Linked DNA regions of Mus musculus: regions 2, 3, 4 and 5 are each linked to region 1. The links are chromatin contacts, called in public ChIA-PET and HiChIP or PLAC-seq maps. All regions are on one chromosome and are shown on one strand. Each heading gives the region's core, a stretch centred on a gene start, on an enhancer-like site or on the middle of the called end of the contact. The rest is flanking DNA. Distances are from core to core; before and after follow the strand shown.

Region 1 (3,647 bases), core at 17-2,516:
AAGTGTCTGCCTCCTCCTGAAGTCCACAGCTCAGCTCTAACAGTATCGTGTTGGCAGTAGGGGAAAACGAGGGAAACGAAACAAGAAATGGAACTTTGTCGCTTGCCCACCCCCAACCCCCAAGCCAATCTCACCTCCCCGTATCCAGCTCCCGGACCGCTGAGCCTCCCATGTCGGTCAGGCTCGCAGCTGAAGCTGCCAGATCTCCCGAAGGCCTCTTGCCGGTCCCATCCCCGCCGCCCGAGCCGCCGTTACAGCTCTTCGTGCGAAACAGGCGACTGAGGCGGATTTTGAAGGAGCCCTTCCGAGAAGGGCCTGCGAGAGGCCGGAGGGGCCCGGGAGGCGGCGGCGGTGGGGGAGGTTGCTGCTGCTGCTGCTCCCCTCGGCTCAAGCGCCCTGGAGGGACCAAGTCCTGCAGCGGAAAGGGCACCGGGGGTAGTTCGGGACCCGGAGGCTGCAGAAGCAGCCGGCCACCCACTCCTCCTCCTCCACGGCCGGGGCTGCTGAGCTCCTCTTCCGAGCAGCTGTTAGTCTCCAGGCTCTCGGCCTCCGATTCCAAGCCCTCCAGGACCAGCAGCGCGTCGCTCGTCTCCGTCGGGTCCTCCCCGGCCTGCGGGGCGGCAGCAGGCGGCGGGGGTTGCGGCGGCGGCGGCTGCGGGGGACACGGGCACGGACAGCAGCCTCCGCCGGCAGTCTTGATCCCCGGCCCCGCCGGCTGTCCGAGCCCCAGGGCCGCCAGCTGCGCCTCTAGTCCAGCCACGGGACCCCAGGTCCGCTCGAGCGCCAAGCCCGGCGGGAGGGCCTTGGGATCCAGCGCGCAGCGGTGCCGGGGACACAGCAGTTCCGAGGGTCCCGGCTCCCGGGCCGCCTCCGCGTCCTCCTCCTCCGGCGGCCGCCCCACGTTGCGGAACACCATCAGCTGAGGCGGCCGGGCGCCCCGCGAGCCGGGCCGCGCGAGGAAGGGTGGTGGCGGCGACGGGCCATGGCTGTGGCCCGGGGGCGGCGGCGGCGGCGGCGGGCCTGGCTCGGGGGCGGCCTCTCCATAGCCGAGGAGGCGGCTCAGGACCCGGTACGAAGCGGCCGCCGCCGCCGCCTCGCCGTCCCGGAGCTCGGCCCCCTGCATCGGGGTGGCGAAGGGAGGGAGGGCGGGCGGCTAGGAGCCGGGCTGGGTGGGGACTAGGCCGGGCCCCGCCGGAGCCCCGCCCGCCGCGGCCCCCGGAGCGACAGCGCTAACGGCCGCCGCGGCCTCTGCCTCATAGAGGGGGCGGGGGGGGGGGGGCGCGCGGAGCCCAGCGCGAGCCCAGGCCGCGCGCTGCCGCCGAGGACCGCCCCTAGACGTCACTTCCTGTCCAGGGCCCGCCCCCTTTCCCCAGGGTGCGCAAGCGTCGGACTCCACTCTGCCTGACGTTTCTCTTGGCCCTGGTAGCTATTGGCCGTCTGCTGCATCTGGGGCCTCCGTGGTCTCCGGCACCGACCCCTGCTTTTTCACTTCCTGGGCGCCCGGGCCCTGTCCACCGTCCTGTGTAGAGCAGTGCAGGCCTCGGGACCCGGGTCTGGACCTGGGAGAGGGTCGTGGACCTTGGCACTGTCTGGGGGTCTTGTCCTGTCCATGCTGCCTGGAGTGTGTGACCTTGGCCAAGTCATTTCATTACATCTGCATCCTCTTTCCTAGCATCCGATGAACTGTGGAATGACTACATGAAAATGGGTTGTAGAGCCTGCAGTGTGCTCTTCCGTGCCAAAACAACTGGATCTTTGAGAAGACAAGAGTGTGTATATAGTTAGCATAATCTCATCATGAATTTGAAATGAAGAATGGATATACACAATTCCAAGAAATGAAGATATACAATAGCCAATTCTGTACGACTGATGGCCAAATACATCCTTCCACTGATTGTTGTCATAGTGTATGTCATGTTGAGGATAGAATCCAAGACGTGGCACGTGCTAAGCAACAGTTCCATCACCAGACCTCATTCCCAGCCCTTCCCAAAATGATGACAAGTGACCAAGGACTGCAATTGTAACAAGAATTTTTACTAATATTTTCCTCTGTTGATGAAAGAGAACAGTGAAAAAGCAAAACCTGATCAAATCATCAATCATGGGGGCAACTTTGCTGAGTCGGAATTGGTTTCAGTGACGGGGAAGAGTTCCTTCAACGTTTTTGTGCCATTGCTAATGTAACACCTACAGATAGATGTACAGGAGATGTAAATCAGAATCGCTGTCATAATCTCCATCACTTAAAAAAAATGTATGTGTATGCACATGTGTGTGCAGAATCCGAGAAAGGGCATCAGATCCCCTAGACCTAATTATTAGCTGCCCCAAGTCCCTGGACATGGGTGTTGAGAGCTGAGTTCTGACCCTCTGCAAGAGCAGAACAAGCCGTTATCTGCTGAGCTAGCTCTCTAGGCCCCTCCATCTCTCTTTCTTTCTTTCTTTCTTTCTTTCTTTCTTTCTTTCTTTCTTCCTTCCTTCCTTCCTTCCTTCCTTCCTTTCTTTCTTTCTTTCTTTCTAGACAGGGTTTCTCTGTGTGGCCCTGGCTGTCCTGGAACTCATTCTGTAGACCAGGCTGGCCTTGAATTCAGAATCATGTCTGTGCTGGGAATGAAGGAATGTGCCATCACCACCCAGCTCCCTATACCCCTTTTGTTTTTCAGACAGGGACTCTCACAAGTATCAGGACTTAAGTTTGGATCCCCAGCACAGTATAAAAGCCAGGCAGAGCAGCATGTGTCTGTGATCTTCGCACTTGATGTGGGGTGGATCCCGGGAGCTCCCTCACCAGTCAATCTAGCCAAATTGATGAACTCCAGAATCAATGAGGAACAGGCACATTACAGAGCCATCTTCCCAGCCCAGTGGGGTCATTCTGAAATAGAAATTTGCTCACAGCCTGTGATTGTAAAGATGTATTTACATATATTTCTCTGCACACCAAAAGACAGCATCAGACCCATTACAGATAGTTGTGAGCTGCCACGTGGAGTCCTGGGAATTGAACTCAGGACCTCTGGAAGAACAGCCAGTACTCTTAACCACTGAGCCATCCCTCCAGCCCCACAGCCTGTGATTGTAGTTGTTCATGCTTTCTGCATTCTTAGGATAGAGAGAAAACCCTCTATGTGACATATAGGGTCCTAATGGTTTTGCCCTGCCTACGTCTTACTCTTACACATTGCCCACCAAGCTGTATCTTGTCTGTTCAGTTCTGCTAACACCGTTCTTTTTAAGACTTATTTATTATTATACATAAGTACACTGTAGCTGACTTCAGACACACCAGAAGAAGACGTCAGATCTCATATTAAGGGTGGTTGTGAGCCACCATGTGGCCGCTGGGATTTGAACTCAGGACCTTTGGAAGAGCAGTCAGTGCTCTTACCCGCTGAGCCATCTCACCAGCCCAGTTACACCGCTATTTTCAACATTCATGGGCATTCTTCTGTTATTTGCCACTGCTACCCCTTTTTTCTCCTGCAGTGTCAGGACACAAATCCAGTGTTTATATCTCCAAAGCAAAGCTGCAGCTTGACCAGTGGCCAGCATCTCCCACCTAACTAAGCTCCATTCTCAGATAAGTTTTCTCTCGGGTTTGTGCTCAGTGAACTGGCCAGCCTTCAGACTGAACTCTCTCC
Region 2 (3,700 bases), core at 1,087-3,586, 660 kb before region 1:
TGAAACAGACTGGGTTTCTTTCTTCTCCCTTCTCTTCTTCTTCCTCCTCCTTTTTGTGGGAGGATCTGTAGACCTTACCCAGTCTGCACGTCCTCTGTAAAACAGGCTGACCTTGTACTCACAGAGGCCTGCTGCCCCTGCCTCTAGAATGTTGAGGTTAAAGGCCCTCCTGTCATTCCTAGCTAGAGAGGCCCATGCTGCTGCCTCTTGCCAGGCTCTGTTGTCCTCAGTGTGCAGACAGGAACCCTGCCAGTGTTGGCAATGTTCATGGTTTCCTCACTACTCAGGGTCCTTATCAGATGATGTGATCAGAGAATGAACATCACTTCTCAGAATCCACAGTGAGGAATCCAAACAGCACACAGGCTCTAGGCAAGCAAAACGCAGAAAATAGTCTTTATTTTAGGGCACTGGACGTTGGCAAAGCTGCTTCTTCTTCTTCTTCTTCTTCTTCTTCTTCTTCTTCTTCTTCTTCTTCTTCTTCCTCTTCTTCTTCCTCTTCTTGTTTTTCGAGACAAGGTTTCTCTGTGTAGCCCTGACTGCCCTGGTTCTGGAACTCACTTTGTAGAAGACCAGGCTGTCCTCACTCTGCCTCCCAAGTGCTGGGATTAAAGGCGTGCACCACCACTGCCTGACTTCATCTTTTTTGTTTGTTTGTTTTTCGAGACAGGGTTTCTCTGTATAGTCCTGGCTGTCCTGGAACTCACTTTGTAGACCAGGCTAGCCTGGAACTCAGAAATCTGCCTGCCTCTGCCTCCCGAGTGCTGGGATTAAAGGCGTGCGCCACCATGACTGGCTCCGGCTTCATCTTCTTATCTCTCTGCTCTCTGAGCTGGATGGAGGAGGAAGAACTGGTCCTCTTGCCACAGATGGCTCCCATGCTGCTCATTAAGCACCCCCAGAAGCCCAGCCATCATTTTTTTGTTGTGGGACTTTTTTTGTTTGTTCATTCATGTTTTTTTTTAAGGTTTATTTTATTTATATGAGTTACTGTAGATGTCTTCAGACACATCAGAAGAGGGTATCAGAAGCCATTACAAACGGTTGTGAGCCAACATGTGGTTGCTGGGAATTGAACTCAGGACCTCTGGAAGAGCAAATAGCTAGTGCTCTTAACCACTGAGCCATTTCTCCAGCCTCCTTGTTCATTCATGTTTTGTGACAGGGTCTCTCTATGTAGCTAAGGCTGGCCTCAAACTCATGATGTGATCTAGGCTGGCCTCAAGCCCCCAACATGGCTGTACACCATCAGACCCAGCTTCTGGGCCTCTTACTGTTCTCTCATCTTGCCAAGAATTTCAGTGGGCAAAGATACCATAGTATTAGCAACACTGTAGGAAACAAAGAATGCTTGTTTGTTTATTTGAGACGGGGCTTCTCTATGTAGCCCAGGTTGTCCTGAGGGTCACTATGTAAATGAGGCTGACCTGCCTCTGTCTCCATAGTGTTGGGATTAAATGTGTGCTCCACCACTGCTTGGTGGAGGTCGACCCTTTTAGGATCCAATAACCAGCTGAGCCGGAGCCACAGTTCTGGGACATTTGTTCCTCAGTCAAGGATAAAGGAGAGAGACAACCCTAGGTCAACAGTCATGGTGTATAATTTTGAATAGCTCCTCCCCCCGTTTATACTTCCTCCTCTTCCCCTTCTCTTAGAAGCAACAGGGACTTGCCAAGCCTGACTCCTGGCCTTTTGGAAGAGCCTATGAGACCTCAGTAACTGATGAGGTCGAAGCATTCCTGGGTCCCTGGATAGCAATCCTAATGTCCCTGGTGGCCTTCTTTGGACACTCACCCCATCATCCAGGCCCGGCTGGGGCCAGTAGACCTAGAGCCCGGTTGGAGAGGGAGGTCTACTCAGCTAGTTTCATGGCGGCCTGGGCCTGACACTGGGGAGAAAGGAGTTAAAGGCAGGTCCCAGGATCACAGGGACCGGGAAGTTCCGGTGGCCCAAGCTAGAGTCGCTCAGGGAGACCAGCTGAGAGAGTAGTTTGGGACAGAAAGGGAGGCGGTACCAGTCATACCGAGCGGCGTTTCACCACCTCCCCACCCCCCCATCAACGCTTGGCACACACTGGTAAACGCCCCCCACCTCCATCCCAGCCTCAAGGCCGGTTTCCCCTTAGTCCCCTGCAGGCCGCCCTCATCCCAGTCTAATCGGAGGACAGCGATCGAGCCCCTCCACGTTCTGGAGGCCAGCGGGGCTACGCCACTCGGCCATTGTCTGCGCGCAGCCGGTTGAGGGGCTCGAGGGGCGGGGCCGCGGCGCGGGGCGGGAGCGAGGGAGGGGCGGGGGGAGATGCTGAACCTTCAGGGGCGGAGGCGGCGGCGGCGGCGACGGCGGCAGCGGCCGCAGAGAGCACAGCGCGAGCCGGGAGGGCAAGCAAGGCGGCGAGCGTGCAGCCGGAGGTCCAGCTGGGAGACTGCACCCGGTGCTGGCTGCGCGACGCCGCGCTGCTCTGGGCTCGGACGGCCTCTCCCATGCGCTGAGAGCGCCCGGCTGGGCTGGGAGGGCGGCCGGACCGGAGGATCCTCTCCATGGTCCAGAAGAGCGGCATGTCCCGGGGCCCTTACCCACCTTCCCAAGAGATCCCTATGGAGGTCTTCGACCCCAGCCCACAGGTAAGGCGAGGTGGCAAGCTCGAGGGAAAGGGCCGCTCCTACGGATCTTGGGGTCGGCTTGGAAAGCCCCGGGAAGGAAAGGGTTATATGCCCCGCGTGGATGGGAGAGGGGTGTCTGCGCGACCCTCCATTCTCGAGGGTTAATGATCGATGGACTATTGGTCCGAGTCGGGTTGCGGTGCTGCGGAGCGGAGAGGAGGCGGTTGGAATGCCTGTCAACCTCGCCTCCAGGTCTCCCCCGCGTCCAGGTTCCTGCTGCTGGGGTACTGGCTCCAGCAGGCTGACAGCGGGGATGCTGATGGGGGTTGGGGGGAATCCAGGCCTTGAGAAGCGGAGTTGGAGGGAGGCTGGAGAGCGAATCGGGCGAGGGGGGCGACGCAGAGCACGTTTAGGGGCGCTAGTGGGTGTGGGTGGGGCGGGGGTAATACTGGGAAAAGGCCTAGACGATGGTCAGAGGGCGTTGCCAACAGGCCTTCGAAGGCTCAGACATTGGCTTTCGAAGGTGGAGAAGAGATCAGCTCAGGGAGGCCCTCCCCTAGTCACCTGGTCTCCATCCCTGTCTTGGATGTTTCCCTACTCCCAACACCCACATTAGCTTACCCCACCCCCTGCCCCAAGGGGTGGGAGCCGCCAAAGTTTGGAAAGTTGGATGGGTGCCAACTCACTGTCTTGGAGTGGAGGTCGCTGTTTTACCTGGGGGAGGGGCGCTGCCCTCTAGCACGTTCACTTTTCCTATGTGCCTGGGTTATTCCTAGGTAGGGGCGTTCTTGGGCATACAAGGTCCCCCTAGAATGACCAGCAGGGCATGTGGTGGCCATGCCAGGGGATTTCTCTAGGACTTGTCCTTCTCCAAGGATAGCATTAACACTTGCATTGCTGTGGCCAGCCTGGAGCAACTGTAAGCAACATGATGTGGTTGATGGGTGTGTATGGGGGGGGGGGTCAGGTCAGACCTAAAAATACTTCGTCTCTCCACCCCAGGCCCCTTGGAGTCTGGGAGGCAGCTGACTGATGCCTTCCTTTCAGCTGTCCCCTGTCCCTCTGAAGGCCACTCCCTTTGCCCAGCTGGGGTGAGGTAG
Region 3 (3,998 bases), core at 1,468-3,967, 520 kb before region 1:
CACTGCCTGGCTTATTCATGAAATTTAATATATGAAGAAATACTTGAAGTTGGCTATTTTAGACTTCATTGGCTAATTGTTTGTGTGTTGTTATTTTGACTTCAGGACCTTCCATATGTTAGGCAAGTACTATACCACTGAGCTATATTAACACTGAAGGGCCTCTGGATGGCCTAAGCAAGGCCAGCACCACTATGACAGGCCTTTCCCTTCTTCCTCATTCCCTCTGCCTTGCTAAAACCCATTACTTTGTTTGTTTGTTTGTTTGTTTGTTTGTTTTACTTGTTTGTTTGTTTGTTTTACGAGACAGGGTTTCTCTGTATAGCCCTGGCTGTCCTGGAACTCACTTTGTAGACCAGGCTAGCCTCAGAAATCCACCTGACTCTGCCTTCTGAGAGCTGGGATTAAAGATGTGCACCACCACACCCGGCCTCCATTACTTTCCTAAAGCTAAGGTCTATCCTCTTATTTGTCCACCTCCTCCTCCTGAGGCTCACTACCAAGGTCCAGCTATCAAAAGACCCCCTTGGCTCACCTAACTAACATGCCCAATTAAAATGCAATACTTCACCCTAACTTGGGTTTTCCCTTTCCCCTTTATAAACTGCCTTTTTCCTATGGCCATGTCTGTCTCCTCTCTATCCAGAGGCATGTTGTCCTACACCCCACCACCACACAAATATACCTTCCCCTTTCCCTTGTCCCCTTCTCCCTCCTCCTATCTTTGTCTCTTATTCCCTGCCCTTTGCCCTCTGGGGCAGATAAATCCCCTTTGTGCCTAGAAGCTGGCTTGGGGTGTCTGGAGCAGATACTAGTCCCTTCAAGCCTTCTCTTTTACTTTTTATTTGAGACAGGGTCTTATCAACTTCCTCAGACTGGCCTTGACCTAACCCCGTGTCTCCAAGGAAGGCCTTGAACTTGTGATCCTCCTGCCTCTGCCTCCCAAGTAGTTGGAATGACAGGTTTGCACCCAAGCCTTCCTTCAGCTATTATTTCATCTGCTGTTTGAGTACAAGAATTAAGGTACAGGATAAGGAAGGCAGGGGGCAGGTAGTACTGAAGTATCTGTCCTAATTTAGTAAATGAGATACGAGACAGGTCATCTCAAGGTTACAGCACCACTTGGGGAAGTAAGTATGGCTACAGAAAAAGTCATGTAAAGTGGGTTTTTTTTTTTTTTTTTTTTTTTTTGCTTTTTGGGGGTAGGGTGGGGGTTTGAACCTGGGACCTCACATCTGCTAAGTACATACTAATGCTAATGCTCCCAACATCTAAGAGGTACAGATTTCCAAAAGAAACCTGGAGGAAGATTTAGAAGAGGGAAGTCAGGACTTTGAGGATGCTAGGGGTGGAAACTAGGCTCCAGTGTGTTCTAGGCAAGCATTCTACCGCTAGGCTACTCCAACCCAGGGAAGTCAGGGTATCTGTTATCTACTTTAACTGGTTGTTTGGTTTTCTTGTGTTTCTATGTGGATAGGTGTTTTTCCTGAATATATATGCCTATGTACCTGAGGAGTCTAGGAGGCCTGGACTACAAGAGACCCAGTCTCAAATAATATGTATCATTCTGTTATATCTTTAAGGCCTCCCAGACAGCCTGCCCCACTGCAGGCTTCCATCTGAATCAAGCCCTGCATACTGGATCATGATTTTTGTAATCCCAGCACTGTAACTGGCTCATGCAAGAGTCAGAGGTTTAGGCTAGCCTAGCACTACCCAACAAGACCTTGTCTCAAAGAAAAAGAGAAAAGAAAAAGACACAGAATCTGTAAATAAATGAGAATTTAATATTAAGGGCTTTGGGGGTGGGGTGGTTGAGCCAGATTCTCAAGTAGCTTAGGCTGGTTTAGCCTCCTGCCTCCATCGGGAAATGCCATCACACCAGGCATCTAACAACTTTTTAATGAAAAGCTCTTGTGACAGATCCTGTTGGCCCAGGGGAAGAGTGAATCGGAAACTGCCTTAAAACTGAGTGTAGGGATGGAGAGATGGCTCAGTGGTTAAGAGCACTGACTGCTCTTCCAGAGGTCCTGAGTTCAATTCCCAGCACCCACATGGTGGCTCATAACCATCTGTGATGAGAACTGATGCCCTCTTCTGGGTGTCTGAAGACAGCAAAAGTGGACTCCTAAACGTAAAGTAAATAAAATCTTTTTTTTAAAACCTGAGTGTAAAAAAACGTAGTGGAGCGTATAACTCCTCCAAGTTTGAGATCTCCATTTACAGCCTCCCCACTTACCCTACCATAAGAGCTCCCGTTTCTCCCGTTCAGCAACTTGGTGTCTAAAATGGAGGTAGCACGGGCTTTTAAGGGCCTCACTCCGAATAACATCCCTGAACAGGAGGGCACCATGGGAGCCTCTGCTTAGTATTCATGAGAGGGCGTGGCCTGCTTGGGGGCGTTTCCCGAGAAGGTTCTGGGTATTCATAAGGGAAAGACTGAAGAGCCGAGGTTTCTTTCTATTCGCGAGGGGGTGGGGCCTCCTCCCGTGCGTGGACTCCTGGGAGTGCTCCGAGCGATTCAAGAGAGGAGGCAAAAGAGCCGAGGATCCCGGCGTCTCATCCTTTCTTGAGAGGGTGAGGCTCCGCCCGCAGGGTTCCCGGGAGATCTCTGAATATTCATGAGGGGAGGGGCAGAGGAGGCGAGGCTGCTCGATATTCATGAGGGGGCGGAGCCTCCTCCCGCTGGGGCTCCTGGGAGAATTCTAAAATCTACTTGAGGCGACGGGGGCGCCCGAGAGCTGAGGACGCAGCTCCGGGGCGGAGCGGAGAGAGCGGAGCAGGATCCGCCCCCATTATCTGGCGGGAAAAGCCTGAGGAGATTTTTTTTTTTAATTTTTTATTTATTTTTATTTTTAAGTATTTGTGAAATCTGAGGATGGTGGGACGAGACGACTAAATCCCACTTTCCTGTGATACTGTAGCCGGAAAAACTGTCGAAATCTGTGGTAACAAGTGTTTTATATTCCCCAGTACTTCCGGTAGAAATAATTGCGTGTTTTTCAGCAGGTCCTATTTGATTTTTATGCGGGCCAGTTTCTGCTCTGGTTCCCTAGGTGACCTCTTTGGCGGTGTTTAGCGCTGGCAAAGGAACGTTAAGACAAAGCGCGGTGACTTGCTGGGGTATTTTTTCCCCTCCGGAAGAGGGTGTGGGGGCAGGGACGAGGTCGGCGCCCTTAGACCCGCCCCGTTCTCGGTGCGTGGGCGGGGCAGTGCTGCCTGTCACCGGCTCCTCGGAGGCCGAGGCAGGAGGCTCGAGAGTTCCACGCCCGCCGGGGAGCCACAAGGGAAAAACTGTATCCCATTGTCACAGGGCTTGTGCGCTTCGTACCTTCAGGCTAAGGGGAAAGCAGGAAGAGTTTGGTAGGAAATAGGTACTGTTTCCACAAAATCCTGCGCTCCTCCACCCCTAAAATAGGTCTGAGGGAGGAAAGGGAGACTTAAATGTTGGGGTTTTGTTTTCTTTTGTTTTGTTGGCTTTTTGTTTGTTTGTTAGTTTGTTTCCACTACAGTGTTTCTTTGTGAAACCACCCCAGCTGCTGTGGGACTTGCACTGTTAGACTCCCACAGACCAGGCTGACCTCGAACTCAGCCTTTGTCTCCCTTGTTGCTGGGACTATAGCTGTTCGCCAGTTGAGTCTAAGTTTTGAAATAACTGGGATCAGTTGGTTTTTGTTTTTTTTCTCTCAGAGATTTAAGTGAAAAATTATACATACACGTTATGTCTATACCCTTAATAGGTGATAAAGACCCCTGGGAGGAGGTTGTTTAGCCCCACACTAGTCTGACTAGGATGGAAGTTTCTGGAAGAAAAAGCAAATTTATGTTTTATTATAGTAAAAATACTTGAAAATTCTGTAGTAAGCATGGCAGTGGTGTTGCACGCCCTTAATCTCAACACTTGGTAGGCAGAGGCAGATGGATCTGTGTGACTGGATCTCTGTGAGGCCAGCCTGGTCTACTGAGTGAGTCCCAGGACAGCCAGCATTATTACACAG
Region 4 (3,592 bases), core at 796-3,295, 530 kb after region 1:
GATTAAACCCAGTGCCCCTTGCACGCTGGGTAAGTACTCTATCACGTTTTCTTTCTTTCTTTTTTTTCTTTTTTGTAGTTAACATCTAGGTTCCATGCTTCCGTGTACTTTTTGTTTGCTTGTTTTGTTTATGAGCAAGGGCATGCATGTGGCCCTGGCTGTTCTGGAACTTTCTATGTAGCTCTGCCTGTTCTGGATGATTAATTATTTCTCCAGCGGTGAAACGAGCCAACTCAAGCCAGATCAGGGTATATGTAAGCAGGTTTATTGGGAAACTGCTTCCAGGCAGGTGAGTTCACTGGTCCGGAGCCACAAGGTCAGGGGGAGGGAGACAGAGGGGAGGGGAGAAGAGAAAGAGAAACAAGTGCAGAGGGAGAGAAAAGAGAAGGGAGGGGCCAAGAGAACTAAATGTCTGGATTGTACAGGGAAGAGCCTGTGGGGAGTCTGTGTAGAGGGTGAGTATGCCAGGTAAGGACTGAGGAATGCTGGGAGGACCTGGAGGCCAGGTCTACTTTGTAAAGTAAAATAACCCCTCTGAAACCCAACACTTGTAGCCCTGGCTGATCTTGAACTCTTCGTACATGAGAATGCCCTTGAGTTCACAAAGATTCCAAGAGTGCCAGGATTAAAGGCATGGGACACTATGCCTGTTGTTTTGAAGACCCAACAATTAATACACAAATGTCTAGTTTTCATAAATTTTGTATTCTAGTAATTTATTGGGACACACTAAAAAACGATGAAGTAAAAACAGTCTTTGAAAGTGTTAACTAGCTCAAAATAATTTGTTTCCATTTAAAAAGGTATGTGGTAGCTTAATAATTTTTGTAAGAATCAGTTGAATTCTTGGTGCATATTATATCTGTGAAACGTACTTTACATTCTGAGAACCCCTCCATATTGGTGCTAACTCTCCTAGCACAGCGTGAAGTGAACTTATCTGCTGCATTATCAGTTGGCCTTGTCCTTAATTGCACAAGGACAGCGAATAATGAACTGTCAACTAGATTATGGCCTCTTAAAAGGAGACAAGAACTCAGTTGGCATCTCACCTCTGTCCCACAGCTACACAGTACAAACTTCAATACAATGATTTCCTACATGTGGTCTTCGGACCAGCTGTATCAGAATTACTTATAGGGAACGTTATCAGGCCCCTACCACAGGGTCACTGAACAAGAATCTCACAAAGGCTTTGTAATTTGGAATCTAATAAATGATGTTGAGAGCACACTTATATTTGAGTCACAAAAAATGTTTTGGTACTATAGTTGTATGGGGAACTCTGGCAACGATGGAACGTTCCTGAAAAGCAAAAACTAAGCTGTGTGCGAGGTTAGAGGAAGGGGAGGGGCTCTTCCCGGTGTTTCTTTGATGGCAAAAACGAGTTACTATGTCCTATCTATCACACTACCAACATTTCTCTAAGGCCCTCGTCTGCCCCGCAGTTTCCACGACCTGACTGTTGCCTGGGCTACAAGATGCCACCCTTCCTGCCTGACGAACAGGTTACACCAGGCTCTAAGGCAGACAGGGGGTACCGGTTTCCGTTGCCAGGACTCAAGATGGCGACACGAACGTCGCGACCATCAGAGCCACATGCTCCGTACTCCGCCTCGGCCCCCCCCTCGGATCTCACTGGACTTTTACAAGTCACCGTGGGGACCCTCAAGGACGGAATCTCGGGCTCCGGCGTCAATGCTCCATTATCTGCCTTAAAGGACCGCATTCCTAGGCACACAATGAGCTAGAATCACCTAACTTACAACACCGCCCACCTCCAACCCGCAGCGGAGAGGTTCAGAATGCCGGACACTAGGGCCTTCGCCTCACTCATTGGTGGGTCCATACCGGGGGGCGGGCCTGCACACTCATTGGACTTCTCTCCACGTCAGTCTCGGGAGGACTGTGCCGAGTGGGCAGACACAAACTCGACTATTGGGTTTTCTTTGCTGTCAATCAAAGTGACATCCGGTGACGACTCTAGTCCCGGCTATCTGATTGGACCAACTGTTTCTGGGGTGGCCGTGGCGGGCGGGTTTCCGAGTGCAGTGGAAGGAGGGGGCGGGGAGGGAAGCCGAGGCTGGGCGCTCCAGGCCGGCCGGAGGTGGCGGCGACGGCGGCGGTGGCGAGGCCGGGACTTGGGCTGAGGGCCTGCTGTGGCGGCAGCGACAGACTGTGACCTCAGCAGCGGGTACCTGCTCTAATTCCCTTCCCCAACGAGATAGCCGCGGTGCAACAGGGCCGAAAGCTTGTGGGATAAGGGGCGGCGAGATGTGGTTGAGGAGCAGGAGGCGGGACCCGGGAGGCCGAGAGGGGTCTTGATCGGGCTCGGGCCCTGGACACGGCCGGAAAGAAACGCGGGGCCGACCAGAAAGCGTGTTCCTGGGTGGGCTGGACTGAGAAGGGCCGAGGGCATGGGAGGGCGTGGTGAGGCTGGGCTCGCGAGCGGGGTGGGGCCTGGGGAACGGAGGGCGGGGTGAGGCTCGCTTTTAAGGGTGGGTCAAGGCCAGCAAAGTAGCACTTGTCGCTCCGTGTCCCAGAAAGCTTGGAGGCGCGTCGGCGAGAGTGGGCATGGCAGCTTGGTCTCATCCAGACTCGGGTACGGCAGGGTGGGACCGGACTGGGGCCGGAGCGCTCTCTCTTTGGCCTTGTGGGCTTTGAAGAACTTTGTCTGCTCTCTCAAACTTTAAGTGGCTCTTGGGAAGTTTTAGTAGTAAATTGCGCGAGGACGGGCGGGTTTCAAAAGCAGGGATGTTTACTCAACCGAATGAGGGTATTCGTGGGTGTGTGTGTCTCCTACGTGTCGCTCCCACTTCACCTTTAGAGCGAAGTTGATAGTGGGCCACAGTAGAGGAGTTTAGGAATTTAATGGAAGCTCAAAAGTAGAAATCAGAAATGGGAAGGCAAATTTACCTTCTCCCCACTTGGCAAGTGAGATCGAGAACTTGGCCATATCCTTCTGCTTTGGCTCAGAAGGTCATGTGAATAAAGCTAAAACCTGTGAATTCAAATTCCAGGTGGAGCACGGCTCCACAATCTTCCACTGTCCTCCTGTACCCTACCCTGTTCTTTTATTTTGCCATACTGGGGATTGGACCTAGGGCCTCTAACCAGGCACCCGTGATCTGTATCCTTGTCCTGGACATTCTTTTATTTTACTATTGAAACCAGGCTGGTCTTAAACCCCTGATCTTAACGTTTCAACGTTCTGAGTGGCCTGTGCTATTAGGCTGGTCTTTTATTTAAAAAAATAAATTAATTAATTAACGAATGAAAGAATGATAGGAAAGGGGAAATGAGATTTCAAAAGTTGGAATAACAAAAAGGCATATGAAATGGAGGCCTGAACATTTTCATGTATTTTTTCACAGTCTCTCAGTAATAATCTCTGTCTTCTCTTTAGAGTTGGAAAGGACAATGACATGGGAAACCAAATTTTTTTAAGGATAGGAAATGGACTTCTTGTGCTAAAATTAGAAACTGGGTAATGTGTTCTATTAAGAGTGTTGGTAAATGAGACAAAGTGTAAGAAAGTTTTGAATGCCTTGCACGCACAGTCTGCTTCAAATAAGACCTTTTAGGAAGTGTG
Region 5 (3,441 bases), core at 723-3,222, 570 kb after region 1:
CTCTTAACCGCTGAGCCATCTCTCCAACCCTCCTCTACTTTTCTTAACTGCTCAGAAAAATACCTAGAAGGGAAGGTTTAAATAATCTATCATAAAGCTATTGATAAAAAGTTGAACAAACAGAAACCAGAAATGATCTTTCACTGCCCAGATCTTAAGAAGCAAAGCCTCCTTCCTCCTAGGTCTTGAACTCCTGCTGCTCCAGGCTCCACCTCCCGAGTGCTGGCTGGGATTACAGGAGTGCATGCAGCAAGGCCTAACTGGGCTCTTTTCAACACACCACTTCCCAGATATGCCTAGAGAGCATCCAGGAAGTGTATAGGCACCAATTTCTTGATTGTAGCCATACATCTACCAGAAAACCTTAGGTCTTTTGAAACTATTCCAAAAAGCTGACATGATTCTTAACACAAAACTGGAGAGGTTACCCTATGTTCTAGCATAACTCATTTTTCAAAAAACCTTTTTATGGTATTGGAACATAACTCAGTGGTAGATAACTTACATGTGTGCAAGGTCCTCAGTACCACACACCGAAATGAGTTCTATATTTCTATACTGCTTTTTAAATAAAAATATTCTCGCTGCCGGTGGGCATGCACCTGCTTTCGAGGGTCCCTGCCATTTCCCTAATTTGTAGCTCAGAGGGCAATTCTGTGAAGTCTGCTCGCTCTTTCCACCTTTACCTGGATCCTGAGAGGTAAACTGAGGCCCCCAGGCTTACGCACAAAGAACAGATCTCTTTCATTGGATGAGTCTTGCCTTACACGTGTTCTTCCACAGCCTCCCAACTCACACTGAAGACCCATTACAAGGCACAAAGTGGCCTTTTCACCCTTTCTTGACTCCCCTGGTGGCCAGGCAAGGCTTTAAACTCCTGATCGTCCTGTTTCCGCTCCCAAGGGCTACATGAATGCCATCAAGCCCAGCCCGAATTTATAAGGTACAGAGGATTGAATTCAGGCCTGTGCAGTGGGCTAGGCAAACATTCTACCAACTAAGTTACATCCCCAGGGACCCTTTATTTTCTTCCACATTTGACCAGTCACTCTAGACTTCTACCCTACCTATCCCAGCAACTCCACTTTTAGACAAGGTCAAGAAAATGCCTGACCCCCCACCCCCACCCCTAGACGGATTCAACAAATCTCTTCCCCGCTAGCACACCGTGAGCTGCCCAAATCCTCCTGTTCAAGTTTATTGGAAGTTACTTCTTCTTAACTCTGGCAAGAGAAACTTCTCTGATAGTGGCAACTGGACCCAATATCCTCAGGTTACTTTTTCTCTCTTTCCTCCAAGTGCTACGGGGGTTGCTTGCGATTGCCACCGTGTCCGCTTTCTCAGGTTACATTTCTAAACCTCGAGAGTACGAAGTCGTGGTCCCTGCCACGCACACCCAAAAGCACCTGTCCCCCTTATGGACGTCCCAAAGTTTTCTTTCTCCCGCCCAACTCTAGAGTCCCTCACTCGGGTCAAACGCTCTTGGTCCAGTTCTTGAAAAGCTAACCCTCCGCTGGCTCCGCTCATCGCGAACCACTCGGCTCCCGGGCTCTGGATTCGCTGCCCCGCCCTCTCCACACTCCCGCAACCCGCGAGCTCTGCGCGGGAAGCGGACCCGGCGGGCGCTGGGCCGGGGCGCGCCCCCCATTCCTCGGTCTCCGCTCTTCCGTTAGCGGCCCGCGCTGGTCCGCGGCCTCCCGCCGTTGCCGCGTCCCCTCCCCCCACACACCCCGCCTCCAGCCCGCCTCTTCACCTCGTAGCAGCGCCCGAGAGTCCGAGAGGAATCGGTGCCGCGCTACTCGCGCGTTGCGTCGGGCGGTCCGAGGGGAGTAGCGCGCCCAGAGGAGCAAAGAGCCGTGTGGCCACAAGTCGACCGTCCCGCTGAAGCGGCGTACCGCAGGCCCCGCTAACGGCCCTCCCCTCAGCCGAACAAAAGAGCCTCTCACTCTGCGCGGCCCGCCGCCTGCACTGCGCAGACGCGACGACCCGCCGCAGGGCACCTTGGGATTAAGAGTCGGCCAGAAACTACAGATCCCAAAGTACCGCGCGAATCCCGCGCCGCCCACCTCCACTTTCAAGGATTGTAGGGAGTTTTCGTAGTTTTGTTTTCTTTTTTGACTGGAAAGGCGAAGTCGACTGTTACTTAGAACATAACTCTACAGTCTAGGAAATTGATGGGTAGTGGTGGGGTTTGTTTGTTTAATAACAGGATACGCAGCCCAGGTGGCTTCGAACTCGTGGCCTTTCTTTTTGCTTCAAATGTCAAAGTGCTGGATTCCAGGCGCGTGCTGGTATTCCTTACTCAGTCTACAAAAGTAGGACACTGCAGGTTTGGAAACTAGCCCGTTGATGTTTGGTCCGTTTGCGTTTAAAAGAAAAATATTGTATTCGTCACCTGAGATTTATCAAATCACCTTCAATAATGTCCAGCAATCTTACCTATTATTGCCACCTGACTGGGGTTCCTACCTCTCAGTTTGAATCACTGCTCCATTCAGAAAGCAGTAGATTAACCGTCTAGGTAGACACCATCGACACTTTCTGAATTTGCTTTTTTTCTTTCCCCTTCCTTCCCTCTCTATTCTTGTTTTATTTTTGGTTGTTGGTTCTGTTGAGTGGACAGGGTCTCAAGGAAGTCTGATCTACCTGTTTTCACTTCCCAAATGCCGAGTATTACAAACACAGACCACCACATTCAAAGTTTTCCCTTTATTGCCCTTGCCGGTGGGTGACTTTCATGGGGATTTCTCCATCTCTGTGAACATCCTTTATCAAGTTAGTCTAAAGAAACGGAATTAAGCAAAAACCACGGCTGGGCTGTCATTCTTTAACACGGGTGCTACTCTGATTCAGGTAGGTTGCTGCTAATTGTTGAACTAGGAACTCCAGTAAGGACAGACGCTTCATATGACTCATTGTGTCCACGACACTCAGGATCCTTGGTGTTTGTTTCTAGCAAGGACAAGGTCATTTTGGTTGTTTGTTTGTTTGGTTGGTTGGTTGGTTTGTTTTTGTTTGTTTTTTTGAGACAGGGTTTCTCTCAAAACTCAGTTTGTAGACCAGGCTGGCCTCAAACTCAGAAATCGGCCTGCCTCTGCCTCGAGTGCTGGGATTAAAGTTGTGCGCCACCACGCCCGGCCACAAGGTCACGTTTTGACTCTCAGTATTTATTGGTAAAAATTCCTTGAATATGTGATTAAGTGAATAACTGAGATGTCCAACTGATAATAGAACTGATCAAACTTTCCAAGGCCAGATTCAAGCCTCTTAATCCTAGTACCCGGGATTGAGACAGGAGGATTGCTGGGAGTTTAAGAGCACTTTAGCACTTAGGAGGCAGAGGCAGGAGAATTTCTGAGTTCAAGACCAGCCTGTTCTACAGAGTGAGTTCCAGGAGAGCCAGGGCTACACAGAGAAACCCTGTCTCAAACAAACAAACAA

Evidence for each region. ChIA-PET counts read pairs in DNA pulled down with a chosen protein or histone mark. HiChIP or PLAC-seq counts read pairs in DNA pulled down with a chosen protein or histone mark.
Region 2: an HNF4G HiChIP or PLAC-seq map of pancreatic cancer cells shows a contact between it and region 1. The contact joins the promoter of Cacnb1 here to the promoter of Socs7 in region 1. A contact is called at or near these places in 1 of 39 promoter capture datasets (liver), 2 of 115 datasets of contacts at active chromatin or transcription factors (bone marrow-derived macrophages and pancreatic cancer cells) and 1 of 9 other capture datasets (adipose tissue).
Region 3: a contact with region 1 is called in a FOXA1 HiChIP or PLAC-seq map of pancreatic cancer cells. The contact joins the promoter of Fbxo47 here to the promoter of Socs7 in region 1. A contact is called at or near these places in 1 of 115 datasets of contacts at active chromatin or transcription factors (pancreatic cancer cells) and 1 of 9 other capture datasets (pancreatic islet).
Region 4: a contact with region 1 is called in an RNA polymerase II ChIA-PET map of memory CD8 T cells, with 11 read pairs. The contact joins the promoter of Nfe2l1 here to the promoter of Socs7 in region 1. A contact is called at or near these places in 3 of 39 promoter capture datasets (embryonic stem cells, liver and stem cell-derived epiblast-like cells) and 2 of 115 datasets of contacts at active chromatin or transcription factors (memory CD8 T cells and pancreatic cancer cells).
Region 5: a contact with region 1 is called in an HNF4G HiChIP or PLAC-seq map of pancreatic cancer cells. The contact joins the promoter of Cbx1 here to the promoter of Socs7 in region 1.

The regions. Positions count from the first base shown.
Region 1 is chr11:97,359,911-97,363,557 of GRCm38.p6, reverse strand. It overlaps Socs7 (suppressor of cytokine signaling 7), which reads right to left and starts at 1,266. Exons shown (of 10, transcript NM_138657.4): 1 at 135-1,266. The coding sequence starts at 1,123.
Region 2 is chr11:98,021,263-98,024,962 of GRCm38.p6, reverse strand. Cacnb1 (calcium channel, voltage-dependent, beta 1 subunit) reads left to right here and starts at 2,336. Exons shown (of 14, transcript NM_001282977.1): 1 at 2,336-2,621. The coding sequence starts at 2,538. It also overlaps a transcript of Rpl19 not described here.
Region 3 is chr11:97,882,873-97,886,870 of GRCm38.p6, reverse strand. It overlaps Fbxo47 (F-box protein 47), which reads left to right and starts at 2,717. Exons shown (of 11, transcript NM_001081435.1): 1 at 2,717-2,948.
Region 4 is chr11:96,828,421-96,832,012 of GRCm38.p6, reverse strand. Nfe2l1 (nuclear factor, erythroid derived 2,-like 1) reads left to right here and starts at 2,045. Exons shown (of 5, transcript NM_008686.3): 1 at 2,045-2,194.
Region 5 is chr11:96,787,666-96,791,106 of GRCm38.p6, reverse strand. It overlaps Cbx1 (chromobox 1), which reads right to left and starts at 1,972. Exons shown (of 5, transcript NM_001362560.1): 1 at 1,754-1,972.